Linked DNA regions of Ovis aries: region 2 is linked to region 1. The links are chromatin contacts, called in public Hi-C maps. All regions are on one chromosome and are shown on one strand. Each heading gives the region's core, a stretch centred on a gene start, on an enhancer-like site or on the middle of the called end of the contact. The rest is flanking DNA. Distances are from core to core; before and after follow the strand shown.

Region 1 (7,908 bases), core at 3,636-6,135:
TGGGACAGGTCGCCTCCCCTCTCTGAGCCGGCTTGATTGGCAGGAAAATGCCAATAACAAAAGCCAGGGTCTCTGAGAGGCTGATAAGCCAGTACGTGGTGAGCACAGGGTCTGGCCCCCAGCAGTGTCTCCAGCTTCAATTTCTGACACTCACTTCTATCCCTGATAAAAATCGCCAGGCTGTGAGGCAACTGCCTAAGATTATGAGGTGTCAGTGTGTTCTGTCAACTCTCCTGTCCCAAGCAAACATTGGTCAGGGTTCCCAGCTAGCCTCACTGGTCAACCCCACTAAATGGGTCGGTGGTTAACATGACCAGGCAGCTGGGAGAGACCAGCAAATCCATCTGTGCGAAGGTCTTGCTCACTGTAAGTGCTGAGTGTGCATCCACCGTGATTCCCGCTCTTTGAGGCACACCCCTGGCCTCCTCCTGCTTCACCCCATCCTGTTCTCTCTCTCTCTCTCTCTCTCTCTCTCTCTCTCTCTCTCTCTCTCTCTCTCGTTTCCCAGCTTTTGAACAGACCCTCCCTCTTCCCTGCGAGCCTGCAGCCTGCCGATGCATATGCCTACAGTGGGTGTCCCGCCATTTATGACATCTCCCCAAGTCCTCTGGGCACAGCTCTGTCCACAGTGCCTCCACATGCCGCCTGGAGCACCATCAGAGCCCTCAACCTGTTAACTATTTCTCCAAGCCCTCTTCAGGGGCCATCAGATGGGCTCAGGCTTAAATTCCTTTAATGCTGCTTCCAAACTGTGAAACCATAAGCATGTCACTTAACTCCGAGGTGCCTGAGCTGGGGGGCAAGGATTCCTCCAGGCAGGGCCCAGGACGTGGGTGAGGGCTGGGGTTACCAATCAGGCTTTCAGCACCAAGCTTTCCCCAGAGACTTCAGAGCCGAACTTGGCTAACTGGCTCCACCCTTGTTCTTCCTGAGCAGTAACCCCGCTATCGTGGGCCTCAGTTTACTTTTGTCAAACCGGTGTAGCCCCTTCCCTGGGTGCCTATGTCGATTACAGGAGGGTCTGAGCGTGTGAACAGTGACGCTCCACACTCACTGTGCAGCAGCGCTCAGGAAACAGGAGCTTAGGGCCACTCTCTGCCCAGACTTCTCGCCTCTCACCTCCTTTGCATCCTCTGGTGACAAAAAGTGGGTGAGAAGCGGCAGTCACCAGCCAACTCTTCACGACTGAAGGAGCAGGGACTGGGGAGGTTCCCTCCTAAATGGCGACTCCCTCCCCCCACCCCCTGACCCAAAGACTGAGCTACCTCACTCCCGAGGTCAGCCCCCCACCCACTCTGCCCCTCAGCAGGTAAATCCCAGAGGCACTTGAGCTGATGCGCTGGTGCTGGTACTGAACGGACTTTGACATTGCAGCTTCCCATCAGTCTTCCGACCACCCAGGGCCCAGGTTATGTGTGCCCAGGGCCCAGGCCACAAATGGGGTTAGGGAGGTGGCATTTGCCTTGGTCCTCAGCTCCGTAACGGTGGGGGCTGAGTGTCTGTTTCCCACAGGCTTCCACGGGGCGGGGGTCAGAGGGGGGCGGGGAACATCCAGGCACCCAAAGGGCAAGGGAGAGGAAGCACACTGCCCCTTCTCAAACCACAGTATCAGCAACCGCTCCCAAGATCCCAGGCCATCCCAGGTCCTCAGCAAACGCATCTACGAAGCCCCCTATTCCACCCTCCCTCCATCCCTGAATTCCTAAAGCAGGGCTCCCCCTACAAACATAGTTCTCACTCTTAAGGGTGCGACAGCCAAAAGCAGATTCACAGCTCTCCAAGCAGGCCACGTAATGGCAGCAGCCTCTTTGAAGGTGGTTGAGATTTAGATGAGATGGGCAGGTCCAGGGCTTACTGGACACTGGCCCCTGGCGAGCGCTGGCCACACTCGCGCTGCGCTGGAGATTCAAGTGCCAAATGCCAGGAGCCTCCCAGCGAAAAATAATAACAAGAGCAAACGCTTATATAACACCTCCTGCGTGCCAGGCACCGTGGGACGCTGTACGGGTATCCACAAACCCCTCCGTCTACATCCTCAACTCTCAGGAATGCCGTCCAGGGCTGGAACGGGGGTGGAGGAGCCATGCAAAGGGGCAGGCAGGAGTGTAGCAGGGGACGGGGAACACGCAGCCTTGCCCGGGGCCACTTCTGTCACAGGGAGTCAGGGATGGCAGGCCCGGGTTCACACCTGGGCTCAGCGTCCTTGAGCAGGTGAGCCTGGGCCTCAGTGTCCACAGTAGGTACAAGCAGGACAAGTGGTACTAGGAAAGGAGTGAACGTATAGGAACCCTTCCCCCGCCTCCCCAACCGAGCCCAGATTCTGGATTCTCCCCTCCCTCTGGCCAGAACACACAAACACAAGCTCACCCACACACCCAGGCTACTCTCTTAAAAATACACATACACACACACACTATTTTCTAAACACCATGCCCTGCTTCACTTTTCAAAACAGTCTGCTCCGATTTGGGCTCAGTAGGACCAAGACCTGTACCCCTTCTTTTTCAGAGTCACAGTCCCATGGGCTGGGTCCCCACGCGCTGTGCAGAGATCAGAACCCGCAAAGCCCCTCCAAACCCAAGCCCCGGACTCAGGACCAGCCAGAGGCCCTGCAGGCCCTCCCCAAGCAGGGCTCCTAGTCACTCCTCCCCAGCACTCAGCCGCACTGAGTCACCCTCAAAGCCTGACCCAGCACTCCTCTGCCCCTCCCCCGCGCCAGGCCTGATACCCCCATCTCCAAGCACAGGCCCTGGGGGTGGGGTTGAGGGGGGGAGTAGCAGAGGAGAATAAGCAGCTGCAACACCCCCACCCAACCACCTAAAATGCCAAAAATAACAGCAGCTCTCACTCACACACACACACACAACAACAACCCCCCACACACCAGAAAGGCAAATATAAATCCAAAATAAAGGGGAAGAAAAAAAAATCAAAGCCAACTACTGCCCCCAAAAGGCTTTTTAAACATTCTCAAAAAAAAAAAAAAGTTTATTAAAAGTGTTCTTAATGCTCGAAACGGAAAAGATTCCCAAATATACAGATGCCTCTTTTTTCATAGAAATAGATTTTTTTTTATAATACAAAAAAAAAAGGCCAAAAAAAAAAAAACACCAACAAAAACAAAAAACAACATCAACAGCAACAACCCCGTAGGAACATCTTTAAGCGATTACTCAGGGCCCGGCTGACAGTTACACGTGGGTTGCGTCAGTCCCGTGTACACACGCGTTCAGCCATGTTTAAACCGATTGCATCAACTTCGAAACCGGCCCGCCCGCCGGCGCCCAGAGAGGGGGGGTGGGCAGAATGAGAGGCAAGAGTTTATCATTCATCTGTACACATAGACATCTCTTCTTTAAATAACACCACGGGCGGGCGCCCCGTCTGCACGTGCGGCTGGTGTGGACAAAAATATAGATAGATATATATAATAAAATATTAAAATTACCGACGCGCTCCCCGCGCTGCCCAGTGCCCCAGTGCCAAAGTTCTGCCGGCGCCGCCAGGGGCGCGGGCGGGCGCGCGGGCGCTCCCCGGAGTCTCGGCGGCCGCGGCGCGCCCGGCAGCGCGGGGGCCGGCCGGCCGGCCGCGGGGGACGCGCACGGGGGCCGCGCTAGCAGTGGCCGGAGGAGGCGAGCAGGGGCTCGGGCAGCTGCTTGAACAAGTTCCGCAGGGTGCTGAGCTCGCGCGACAGCTGCTCCACCTTCTTCTGGAGCCGCTCGTTCTCGGCCGTGAGCTCCAGGACCTTGTGCTGCGTCTCCAGGTTGCGCATCTTGGCCTTGTCGCGGCTTTTGCGCACCGCGATGTTGTTGCGCTCCCGCCGGATCTTGTACTCGTCGCTGTGCTTGTCCACCGTCTTCTTGGCCTTGCTCTTGACCTGCGAGGGCGCCGGCGCCGCCCCCGCGTAGCAGGCGGCGGCGGCCGGGGGTGCCTTGGCGTCGGCGGGGCTCGGCGTGCCGGGCGGGCTGGACGACGAGGACGTGGACAGGCTCCCGCTGCTGCCGCTCGGCACCGCCTGGTAGCCGAGGTAGGCGCGCAGCGCGTACGGGAAGCCGGCCGCCATGCCCGCGGCGCCGCCGCCCGGAGCTCCGGCCTCCTCCTTCCGCTTGCAGTCCGCGGGCTCGAAGCCCGGCTCCGCCTTGAGCTCCGCCGGCGGCGGCGGCGGCGGCGGCGGCGGTGGCGGGTGCAGGGGTGCGAAGCAGCCCGGGTGCAGCGCGCCCTTGGCGGCCCCCAGGCGGCCCAGGCTCACGTAGCCGTACTCGGCCGCCTTCTTGCAGTTCTTGCCCCCGTAGTCGTCGGAGAAGAGGTCGGAGAGGAAGTCGTGGTGCTGCCCGGAGGAGGCGGGCGCGGGGGCGGGCGCGGGCGGAGCCGCCTCGAAGGTGTCCGTGGCCGTGGTGGGTGCCGGGGCCTGCGGCGCGCCCAGCGGCTCCAGGTAGGGGCTGAAGTCGATGGCGCGCTCGTGCTCTCCGATGCTACCCAGCTCGCCGGCGGGGGGGCGCGGCCCGGGTCTGGCCGCCGGGGGCGCCGCGGGGGCCGCCTTGCCGCCGTACGCAGCAGCCAAGCAGTCCGCCTCGTAGTAGAAGTTGGCCACTTCCATGGATTTAAAGGCGGGCGGCGGCGGCGGCAGGGGGAGACATGCTGGGTCCCAGGCCACCAGGCGTTGCATGAACGCGGGTGCCCGGGGAGGGGGCCTGGGGCTGCCCGCGCCGGCCGGCCCGCAGGTGGCGCGGCCTCCCGGCTCCGAACAGTCGCTGCTGTGTCGCCGCCGCTGCTGCTGCTGCTGCCGCCGCCGCTGCTCCGGGGTGGCCGCTATCAGTGCGGGGGGCTGCCGGCCGGACCCTCGGGTGGGTCCCCTTCCCGGTCCCGTGCGCGGCTCTGACTCGCTAAAGTTTCTCCCGAGCCCGTTTATTTATAAAGGCGGGCCATAGCAACGGCTGCGTCACGCCCGGCGGCGGCCCCTCCCTCCCCGGGCACGCAGAGGACACGCCGCGGCCGCCCGGGACCCCCGGCCGGGCGCCGGCGGGCCGGCCTGGAGACCCGGAGCGCGCCCCCGGGGGTCCCCCGGCCTGCGGGGCCGGGGTGGGGGGCGGCCTCGGGCCCCCGCCCTGTCCACTCCCACCCGGCGGCCCCGAGATGGCGAGCGCGGAGAGGCGCGAGCCCGCCCCCGGACCGCCCCCTCTGGGCCGGCCGGCGGACGAGAAGGGAGGGGGAACCCGGGGAGGGGGCCGGGCGGCCGTCTGCTCCCACCCTGAACGCGGCCGCCGCCCGCCCCCTGCTGGAGGAGGCGCTGGCCTTCGGGAGCCGCGGCCGCCGGACCTGGCTCTCCAGGGAGGGGGCGCGCCCCTCTCCCCCCAGCCAGGGATGCTGGAGACCCCAACCCCCTCCAGCTCGGACTCCCGGAGGGGTGAGCCGCCTCCACAGCCCTCCCCCGAGTGCGGCCTCGCCGCTAAACTGGCACCCCTCCCCAGATCTGGACAGGAGGGACTCACACCTGCGGTGACTCCCCTTCTGAAATAGGAAGACCTGGGGTTGGGGGCTTGGGGAGGTGCAAACAAGGGGGCGAGCGCCCCTCCCCCGGCCCCGCCCCCCGCACCTGCCTGCTCCCTCCCCCTCGGACCACACCTGGGTCTTCTCCAGCCCCACCCCGCCCTGACCTGGGGCCCCCTCCCCGGAGGGTGGAACGGGGGTGGGGTGCCCCCCGACCACACGCTGTGTGACCTTGGACTAGTCACTTGGCTTCTCCAAGTTTAAGTCTGCGAGGGTGTCCTTACTGTTATCTTTATTAGTTGTATTAACTGTCTCCAACGCAGACTCCCAAACGCTCACCGCTCTGGGACACACATCAGAAAGAAGGGCCTCTTCCCAGTACAAAGAGGCCCAGAGGCCCACAGCACACCCAAGATCACACAGCTTCATGTTCCCCACTGTTCTCAAAAGAAAAGCCCTTATCCAGGCACCCTCAGAGCTGTTCGTCATCCCCCTCCCAAAGCACCTGTATCTGAGGCTGGTGGGTGGGGGTCCAGGCAGGACCCAGGGGGCCATGCAGAAGGGAGGAAGGAGTTCTCCTCTTTTAGCAGGCCCCTGCTGTGTGGTGAGAGGGGTCTGGACCCAGAGCTTGCTTTTTCACCCTGCCAGGAGGATGCCCTCGCGGCCCTTGGTTCACAGAGAGGGAGACGAGATGGCCCACCAGGATGGGAACGCCGGCCCCAGGCCCTCCCTGCTGAGTGGGTGCCAGCCGCCCTGGCCCTCTCCTGCACCATTCCAAGGCCATTTCGGCAGCCCCTTGGGCCTACCCTTCTGCCACTCCCAGACCCCGGCACCCCAGGCAGGAGCTCCCAGCCTGCCTGGTGCTGACCCCCGACCCACTGACCCCAGCCCTGGCCCTGGCGGGCAGGCGGGCATTGCTCAACCTTCAGCGTTATCTGCTGAGCTGGGGTGACCTCCGCTCCGGAGAGCTGGAGAAATGACATCTCTGAGTGCCCTTGGGGGTGGGGGGCAGGGAGGGACAGAGTGAAACACTGGCCCAGCCTGCTGGCTTTCTGGGCCTTCCCAGCAGCCTCTGGGCCAGGGAGGGACCTAAGGCCCTGGGGCCACGCAGCCAGGACTCCCAAGCTGCAAAATGGGACACTCAGGGCTGAGCTGAAGCGCCACTGCCCCCAGAGGCCCTCCCAGCCCCACCTGCTGGCAAACTTCCTTCCTAGCCCTTATCTCCAGCCACCAAGATCCTCGTCTTGTCTGCCTCAGTCCCCCTCCAGACTACCCGCTCTCAAATATGGGAAATCGTGGGTCAAGCATGCTCAAAATGTACTGGGGAACAGGATGCATTTGCACCTCTGGACCAAGAACAGGCTTTCCCCAGCCCTGCCCAAGGCAGCTAGCTCTGCAGGGCTCAGCCCACAGGTGGCCTCCTCTGAAAGCCCTCCCTGACTTCCGGGAGGGATTGCTCTGTTTTGCTCACTGCTGTTCCCCCAGTGCCTGGAATAGTGCCTGGCACAGGAAGGGCTCAATAAATGAAGATGGAGGAGATGGTGAGGTTCCCCCCACACCCCATTAACTGGACTGTGTGACCTCTCTGAGACTCAGCACCCGCCCCGGCCTCTCGGGGTTCTGGGGAGATGCAGTGAGATGTGGGGAGTCTGCAGCTAATCGAAGGATTCGTGTGTGATCTCCAGTCAGTCTTTCACCCTCCCTGAACCGTATTTTAAGCCCTTTGCATCTACTAGTCCGACACAACTGAGCGACTGAACTGAACTGAACTGAACTCATTTCATCCTCCTAATCATTGGTAAGAAGCAGGTCCTATTATCATCCCCACTTTACAGATGAGGAAACTGAGGCCACGCAGAGCTCAGGGTGTCTGTTCAAGGTCACATCCCTGGGGATGGGAAAGATTAATGTCTTCCCAGCCCAGCCTTCCCTTTTGGGTTTGTAATAAATCATAATGGGTCTGATGTGAGCCCCATTTTTCGAGTGGAAAAACTGAGGCTCAGAAAAGGGCAGCTGGGGGTTACACAATGAGCCAAGGGGCCACCCAGGCCCTCAGGACCAGCCCCCAAGGACAGATTCAGTCCCATCGGGGTCTTGCCGTCACCTACCAAACACTGAGCCCCTGGCTTCCCACCCTGCCACCCCCGACGCTGGAGTCAGTGGCGATTCCCACCCCAGCGCCTCCGCAGGTGTCCTGCAGGGAGGCTGCCTGCCCGGGTGACGTAAGCCCTTGTTTTCACAAGGCTGGTTGCTCAACAGGCCCTGCCTGCTGCCCTGCCACTAGCGCTCAGCCTTTCCCCGAGGAGGGGGGTGATGTGACCGAACCACTATGGTCCAGAGCGCCGGAGCACGCCCCAGCGGCCCTGCAGGCGGCGAGGGCTCAGAAAGCGGGGCCCACCTGTCACCTCCCGCGGCGACCTC
Region 2 (7,908 bases), core at 3,673-6,172, 150 kb before region 1:
CCTTGCAGTCCAAGGGACTCTCAAGAGTCTTCTCCAACACCGCAGTTCAAAAGCATCAATTCTTCGGCGCTCAGCCTTCTTCACAGTCCAACTCTGACATCCATACATGACCACAGGAAAAACCAAAGCCTTGACTAGATAAATGAAACTAAAGTTATTTTTAAAAGGCACTGTGTGATATGTCCCAGGAGAAAGAAATGAACAAAGGGCTACAGACATGGGAGGCAAGACCTTTACACTCATCCCTGAGGAGAGAAGCGGTACTCAGCTGGCGGGAACAGCTTCGGTAAGGCTGAGGAGGTGGGACAGGACGAGGTGTGTTTGAGGAACCAAGAGCCATCCACTTGATTTCCACATAGGGGACGAAGCTGCAGAAGTCAGGGTAGATGGGTCAACCCAACTGAAGCTTTTGGACTTTATCCAGGTGGCAGTGGGGAGCCATTGATAGTTCTAGAGCAGAGATGTGATCCAGAGTTGTGCTTTCTTTTTATTTTTAATGTTTACTCATTTAAACATTAGACCGGGCTGTGCCCGGTCTTAGTTGCAGCATGCAGGACCTTCGGTGGGACTTTTCTGTTGCATCACACGAATCCCCTGGAGGAGGAAATGGCAACCCACTCCACTATTCTTGCCTGGAGAAGTCCATGGACAAAGGAGCCTGGTGGGCTATAGCCACAGGGTCACAAAGAGTCAGACATGAATGAGTGACTCTCTCTCTCTCTCTCTCACACACACACACACACACACACACACACGGTCTCTCTAGTTGTGGCACACAGGCTCTGGAGCATGCGGATTCAGTTTTCCGAGGCATAAAGTAAAAGTCGCTCAGTTTTGTCTGACTCTTTGTGACCCCATGGACTGTATGGATTCTCCAGGCCAGAATACTGGAGTGGGTAGCCTTTCCCTTCTCCAGGGGATCTTCCCAACCCAGGGATTGAACCCAGATCTCCCACATTGGAGGCAGATTCTTTACCACAAGGGAAGCCCAAGAATACTGGAGTGGATAGCGTACCCTGTCTCCAGCAGATCTTCCCAACCCAGGAATCGAATCAGGGTCTCCTGCATTGCAGGCAAGACTTTACCAGCTGAGCCACCAGGGAAGCTCTGATGCATGTGGGATCTTAATTCACCCACTAGGGATCGAACCTGGGTCCCCGGCACTGCAGGGCAGATTCTTAACCACGGCACCACCTGGGGAGTTCCAGAGTTGTGCTTCCTGAAGATGAACTATGGAGCAGGGAGGAACCTTGGGTGGCTGTCACAATTGTCCTGGTGCAGGTACCGGGCACTGGGGCGGGACAAAGGCCTCGGAGAGGTGGCAGGCCGTGGCTTTCCTCACTCATCTGCCCACAAAGCTCCTCAACTCAGTCATGTTCCCTAAACCGACAGCAGTATCTGCTCCCGCCTCCCAGGAACGGAAAATGGTCCCTCCAGCCTCCCAGTTACTTGGACCAGAAAGCCTAGAGCTGGCCTGCTAGCCTCTCTTTGCTCTGTGACCCCTACAGCCCTTGCAGGCAGTGCCGTTGGCTCTGACTTTCAAAATACACCCTGAATGCCACTTCTCACCACCCCTGTGCCCATCACCCTGGGTGGTGTTACCCCCCAACCCCCATCTGCACCCTGTCTCTCCCACCCCACCCCCGTGTATTCTCTCAGAGCAGCCTGGCGGATCCTTCAAAGAGACAAAGCCCCTTTTGTTACAGGAATTGAAAGGCACTTCCGACACTGTCCTGCCCGGAGCCCTCCAGGGGGACTTCATCGCCCCAGAAGGAAACCCAAAATTCCCTGGCCTGGAGGCCCTGTACCCTTTGACCCCGTGACCCCTTTGACCTCCTCCCTCAGCTCTCCCGGGCTCACTCAGCTCCAGCCCCACCACCCTCCGCTGCATTCTGCAAACATTCTGTACTCGAGGCCTTTTCACAGTCCCCAGGGAAGATGGCACGTAGTAGGGTGCTTAGCAGACGAGGGGGTGTGAATGGAGAACCGTGAGATAGAGGCCTGAACCCTGATGGGGCCTGAGGATAGGATGGGGGCCCGTGGGCGGACCCCAAGCTGTCCAGTTAGGCTGAGCAGGGCCCCAGCTGGTTCCCGAGGAAGGGACTGTGGCCACCCCGGCCAGCCCCACATCCCGCTTCTATTGACCTGTGTGGTGCCCACCGAGTGCCCCGGGCCAGGAGTCAGGACAAACGTGGAAGGCAAGGCAGGGACGGGCCTGGTCCCTTCTCCAGCTCCCGGGCCCCTCTCCAGCTCCTGGCCCTCCTCAGGATGCAGGGACACTGAGTGCAGGTGGCAGGGGGCTGGACACGATGACCTTGAGAGGTCACTATGTCATCCATTTGGTCTTGGCGGTCTCCCTTCATTCTTGCCTCGACAGACTGAAAGATCACGAAGCCATCTCTTCGACAAAGCATGTGGACTTGACAAATATTTGCCCAGCGGCTCTTTGTGCCAGGAGTGCGGTCAGGGGACATTTTCGCCACAGCTGCCAGCTGGCTTACCCCGCTTCCCCGCGAACGAGGGGGCTCTGCTTAGTGTTACCCAGAGGGGGAGAGGGGCCCTGGGAAGTGGGGTGGTGGGGCTCCAGTACTCGGGGATGTTCACCAGCGCCCAGTACCCGCAGGAGCCAACCCACTGCGAGCCATGGGTACTAAAGACAGAAAAAATCCAACTTGCTTGGTGGTCCAGCGGTTGAGACGCCATACTTCCACTGCAGAGGGCACAAGTTTGATCCTTGGTCGGGGAACTGGGATCCCACAAGCTGTGTGGTGTGGCCAAAAAAAAAAAAAAATAGACAGGAACTACTGGGTTCAGCAGATCAGATGTGCAGGACAAATGGCAGAAAAGAGACTGGGACCCTAATTCCTAGGTATGCTGCCTGGGTTTCTGTGCTTCCAAATACCCATGTCCAAGCCCATTCCCAAGTTAATAATTACAGCTACACTCATGTTCCACCCATGTGCCAGGCCCTAGTCCAGTATCTCATACCAATTACCTGGCTTCATTCATTTGACAAAAGTTCACTGAGCACCAACAGTGTTCTGGTTATTAGTAATGACCCAAACACCCAAACCTCCTGCTTTCCTGGAAATGACACTCTAGTGCCGTGACAAATTAATATAACATGTCCTGTGTGCAGCTTCCCTGGTGGCTCAGATGGTGATGAACTGTCTGCACTGCAGGAGACCTGGGTTTGCTCCCTGGGTCGGGGAGATCCCCTGGAGAAGGAAATGGCAACCCACTCCAGTATTCTTGCCTGGAGAATCCCATGGAGTCAAGGAGCCTGGCGGGTCACAGTCCGTGGGGTTGCAAAGAGTCGAATGTAACTGAGTGGCTAACACATTTTCATGTGTATTAGAAGGTGATAAGTAGCTTGGAGAAAAACTAAGTAGAGAGGGATCCTGTAATGGGGAGGGTCATCAGTGGCATCACACTTTACAGGTGAGTGCTGTCATCACCCGCATTTTGCAGATGAGGAAACTGGGGCCCAGAGAGGCTGTGCGACTTGCCCAAGGTCACACAGCTCTTAAGCGTCAGAGATAGGATTTGAACCCAAGCCCGGTGGCTCCAGAGTCCTGGCTCCTGAGATGATGAGGAGCCTAGTCCCCTGCCTTTAGCACAGGCACCCGCATAGCCATGGGACAGGAAGGGGCTCAGGGAGGAAAGGCCGCCAAGACCAGCTCCCAGATGTGCAGCCTTGGAAGGTATTTCTCCTGCCTGGGCCTCACTTTGCACTTCTGCAAAACGGGGAGCTGCAATTCCTTTTTTTTTTTTTTTAATTAATTTATGTTTTATTGAAGGATAATTGCTTTACAGAATTTTGCTGTTTTCTGTCAAACCTCAGCATGAATCAGCCATAGGTATACATATATCCCCTCCCTTTCGAACCTCCCTCCCATCTTCCTCCCCATCCTGCCCCTCTAGGTTGATCCAGAGTCCTCGTTTGAGTTTCCTGAGACCTACAGCAAATTCCCATTGGCTGTTTATTTTACATATGGTGATGTGAGTTTCCATGTTCCTCTTTCCGTGCATCTCGCCCTCTCCTCCCCTCTCCCCATGTCCATAAGTCTATTCTCGATGTCTGTTTCTCCACTGCTGCCCTGTAAATAAATTCTTCAGTTCCACTGGAGCTGCAGTTCTTGCCTAGAGTGGGGGCACCCCAGGGTGACCCCCAGCAGCTTTCATACTTGCCCTGCAATCTATCCTCTACCAGGGGCACCTCCATAATAGACCTCGTCACTCCCCAGCACGAACACCCTGATGGCTCCACTGCACTAGGAACAAAGTTCCAGCTGCTCTCCCTGCTGGGGTGCTCTCTGCTCGCTCTCCCTGCTGCGGCGCCCTGGCCGCCAGCTGCTTCTGCCCATGCCCTGGTGCAGGCCTGCCTCCGGCTCTTCGCCTGCACCCCCTTTGCCTGGAACCCCATTCCGCACAGATGGGCAACAAACAGGACTCGGCCCTCACCTGAAAGCCAGAGCTCTGCTGTCCCCTTGGCATCGAGATGCAAAGACACCCAGATGGAGACGGAGACGCTGACAGAGGAGGCAGCCTCTCTCGACACACACCAGATAGACGGCGCCAGGGACGCAGCCAGAGGCGGATGCTCACCCTGCTGCAGACACACCCAGGAAGGCACGCTGGGCCGCGGCAGACACAGGGAGCCGCAAGCCTGCTCAGACACAGCGCCTCAGCGTGCAAGGCATGCCTGTGCGCACTCAGCGACGGTGTCAGGCACACGTGCCCCTCTGTGCACACACTCACGCTCCACCAGCACACACACACACACACAGGTGCGGGCACACATCTCCCTCAGGTGCCCGGAACAGCCCTGTGCCAAGTGTCCTGGGCCGGGGACTGCCCACAGCCAGCCCTGGCAGCAAGGTGTCCCCGAGAACAATGGTGCCCCTCCCCTCCCGCCGCGCAGACACAAGGAGCCATTGTCAGGCTGCCGCACACGACGGGCAGACTCTCCACAGCCCTCCCAGCGGCTGCGCCCGAGTGTGGGGGCGGAAGGCTGGCGGCTCCCCAGGCCCACCTGCTCCCATCCGCCCACCCCGGACCCCACCTCCTCCAGAGCCTCCAGCCCGGTCCTACAGACCCCAAGGGGCCTAACCCTCCGGCCCACCTCCCCTGTGGGTCTCATTAACCCTCCTCAGGGGGGAGTCAGGGTTACCAGGGGCAGGGCTTGGTGGCCCAAAGTGTGGAACGTAGATTGAACACCCATGCTGTGTGACCCCAGGTGAGTCACTCCGCCTCACTGAGCTCCCGTGCCTCATCCATAAGGTGGGATAATGCCACCAGCTGCCTCATAGGGTTGGGAGGATAGCAAATGGAGGCAGAGCATACAGAATGCCAAGGCAGGGGGTGCAGCCTAGGAACCGGGAGGCCTGGGCTCCAGGACCAGCCCTGCGGCTTCCTGGCTACAAGGCCTTGAGCGATCAGCGTCCCCTCCAGACCTCAGCCTTCTCACCACGGAGTGGGGATGATCACGGTCCCTTCCACCGAGCTGGTGTCCACTCCAGCTGGGGGTGGGTCTGGCACACAGCAGGCACCCAATCAGTGCTGGCCACGATCCATTATCTTACATGGACGAGGGCTCCTTTATTCATTGGTACCTTCCTTTCATTTGTTTGACACTATTTCCTGTGGACCTACTATGTGCTCCTGAGCTTGCTGGGCCACATGGGCCTCGTAGATGTTTACTGACTGCCTGAATGAAAACTGTGGTGTCAGAGAAGACTCTTAAGAGTCTCTTGGACAGCAAGGAGATCGAACCAGTCCATCCTAAAGGAAATCAGTCCTAAGTGTTCATTGGAAGGACTGATGCTGAAGCTGAAACTCCAATACTTAGGCCACCTGGTGCGAAGAACTGACTCATTTGAAAAGACCCTGATGCTGGGAAAGATTCAGGGCAGGAGGAGAAAGGGACAACAGAGGACGAGATGGTTGGATGGCATCACAGACTCAATGAACATGAGTTTGAGTAAGCTCCAGGAGTTGGTGAAGGACAGGGAAGCCTGGCGTGCTACAGTTCATGGAGTCACAAAGAGTCAGACACGACTGAGTGACTGAACTGACTCAATGAATGAACGAAAGAAGGCAATTCAGTGCCCATCATGCCCTCCAGGCACTCCAAGGACAGCAGCTCAGAGTGGTCGGGTGGCCTGGGCCAGCCTCTTAGAGGCTTGTGACATCCAGCCAGGGTCCTTTGTTGGTAAAGTGGCAACCGGACCACTGACCCCAGCCCCAGAAGTGAGGCTAAGGTGACAAGCAGCGCGGAAAGGGGAGGAGCTGTCGCTCAGGGAGCAACTACCATCTGGGGTCACCCTGCTGGGGGCACCCCGATCTTTTCATGACCTGCTCCTTCTCATCCTTAGGTCTCTGTGCAAACAGATCCTCCCCTAGGCAGCCGTATACCCACCTCCTGATCCCCACTGCCGCAATCTGATCAGTTTCATCAGAAAACTTTCAGCACCACCTGACTTCAGGTGATGTGTTCCTTGGCTCGTTTAGTTTACTATTTCCCGCTAAACCAGGGTTTCTCAGTCTTGGCACTCTGAACATTTGAGGTCAAATCATTCTTTGCTGTGAAGCGGTGTCCTGGGCGTGCCATGATTGGTTCAGCAGCACCCCTGGCCTCTCTCCGCTGATGGCAGTAGCATCCCCTCCCCCCACCCACATTTGTTATGACACCACAAAGGCCTCAAACATTGCCAAGCGTCCCTGGGTGACATAATAGTACCCAGCTGAGAGCTGCTGTCTGCAGTAATGAGCTCAAAGTGGGCAGGGATCCTTATCTAGTCAGTTTCCTGCTCTATGCCCCAGAGTGTACAGTAAGTATTCAATACATTCTTATTGGGTGAATCTTAAAGAGATATATCGCAAAGACATGCTCTTCTTTTTCTCAGAATGCTTTTCCACACCTTTGTCTGGTGAACTCCTACTCATACTTCAAGACCCTGGTAGGCAATGTGTATGAGAAAAGTGGGCTGAGCAGGGACTGGGAGGAAGAAGAAAATATCTGCTCTGTGCTGCTCTGAAAGGGGAACCATGACCCCCTCCAGCTTCTCCACGCCCTGCAGGAAAGCGGACCCCGCACAGCCTGAGATTCCTGTTTCTTAAGAGAAGTCAGAAAAATGGATTTTACATCAACTTTCCTGGTATCTTGAATGTTGGTAACTGATTCACATTTTTTTAAATTACATCAAGGGCCAAACCAAACATATTCCTGGGCTGGATAGGGCCTGTGGGTGGCAGCAAGGTTTGCCCTGAGGGGTTTGGGGGTCTGGCCACCTCTGGGTACCCTGAAGGGTCAGAAGACAGTTCTTGCTCGTGTCTCACTTGCATCCGCTTTGCTGTAGTAGTGTGGAAGGGGTCCTCATAGGGCAAGGCAGCTCTGACGAGCAGAAGTGAAACTGCCAGCAGAAGACGGGGTTCACAGGCAATTGCTCAGCCCACCCTAGGCTGGCTACAGGCCCAGTTCAACCCAGAGCCCAGGGTGGAGGTCCAGGTTGGCGGGGGGGGGGGGTCACATCCTGGGGCCTGTGCCAAGCCAGTCTGTGGCTCTGAAATTTCCACACGGTGGGCCTAGTGTTGGGGCTGTTCACCCCAGATTCCTCGGCCTCTCTAAGAAATAAAAACAGGGAAACAAAGGCGGGGGCGGGGCCTCACTGAGAGTTTGGCCTGTAGTCTCGTGGGCAGGCACAGGAGGGGTAGGAGGTGGACTTCTCTGGAAAGTCCCTCTGCTTCGGGAACTGGCTGGATGCCAGGGAGAGAAGACACCCGGAGGCTCCGAGTCTCTGAGGCTCCAGCCATATCCAACAGCTCCTCTGACATCTGCCCTTCCTGGGACAGAACTTTCCAGAAACGGAAAATTGAGAAAGCCCCTCTCTGGAAACCCTGGGCCCC

What was found. Hi-C and Micro-C count contacts between places; a contact is called where the count stands out from the background.
Region 2: a contact with region 1 is called in a Hi-C map of hypothalamus, with 2.6 times the contacts expected there. The contact joins the enhancer-like site here to the promoter of CEBPB in region 1. A contact is called at or near these places in 3 of 16 Hi-C or Micro-C datasets (blood and hypothalamus).

What each region holds. Positions count from the first base shown.
Region 1 is chr13:78,223,959-78,231,866 of ARS-UI_Ramb_v3.0, reverse strand. CEBPB (CCAAT enhancer binding protein beta) reads right to left here and starts at 4,885. Exons shown (of 1, transcript XM_004014883.5): 1 at 2,974-4,885. The coding sequence starts at 4,666. The coding sequence ends at 3,614.
Region 2 is chr13:78,373,890-78,381,797 of ARS-UI_Ramb_v3.0, reverse strand. No RefSeq gene overlaps it. Among named protein-coding and RNA genes, the nearest start is that of CEBPB, 150 kb to the right of the region's middle. Within about 2 kb of position 4,922, at least 12 of the 54 cell types and tissues checked have an H3K27ac peak or open chromatin away from gene starts, as enhancers often do. A contact at or near this core is called in hypothalamus, where this site is marked.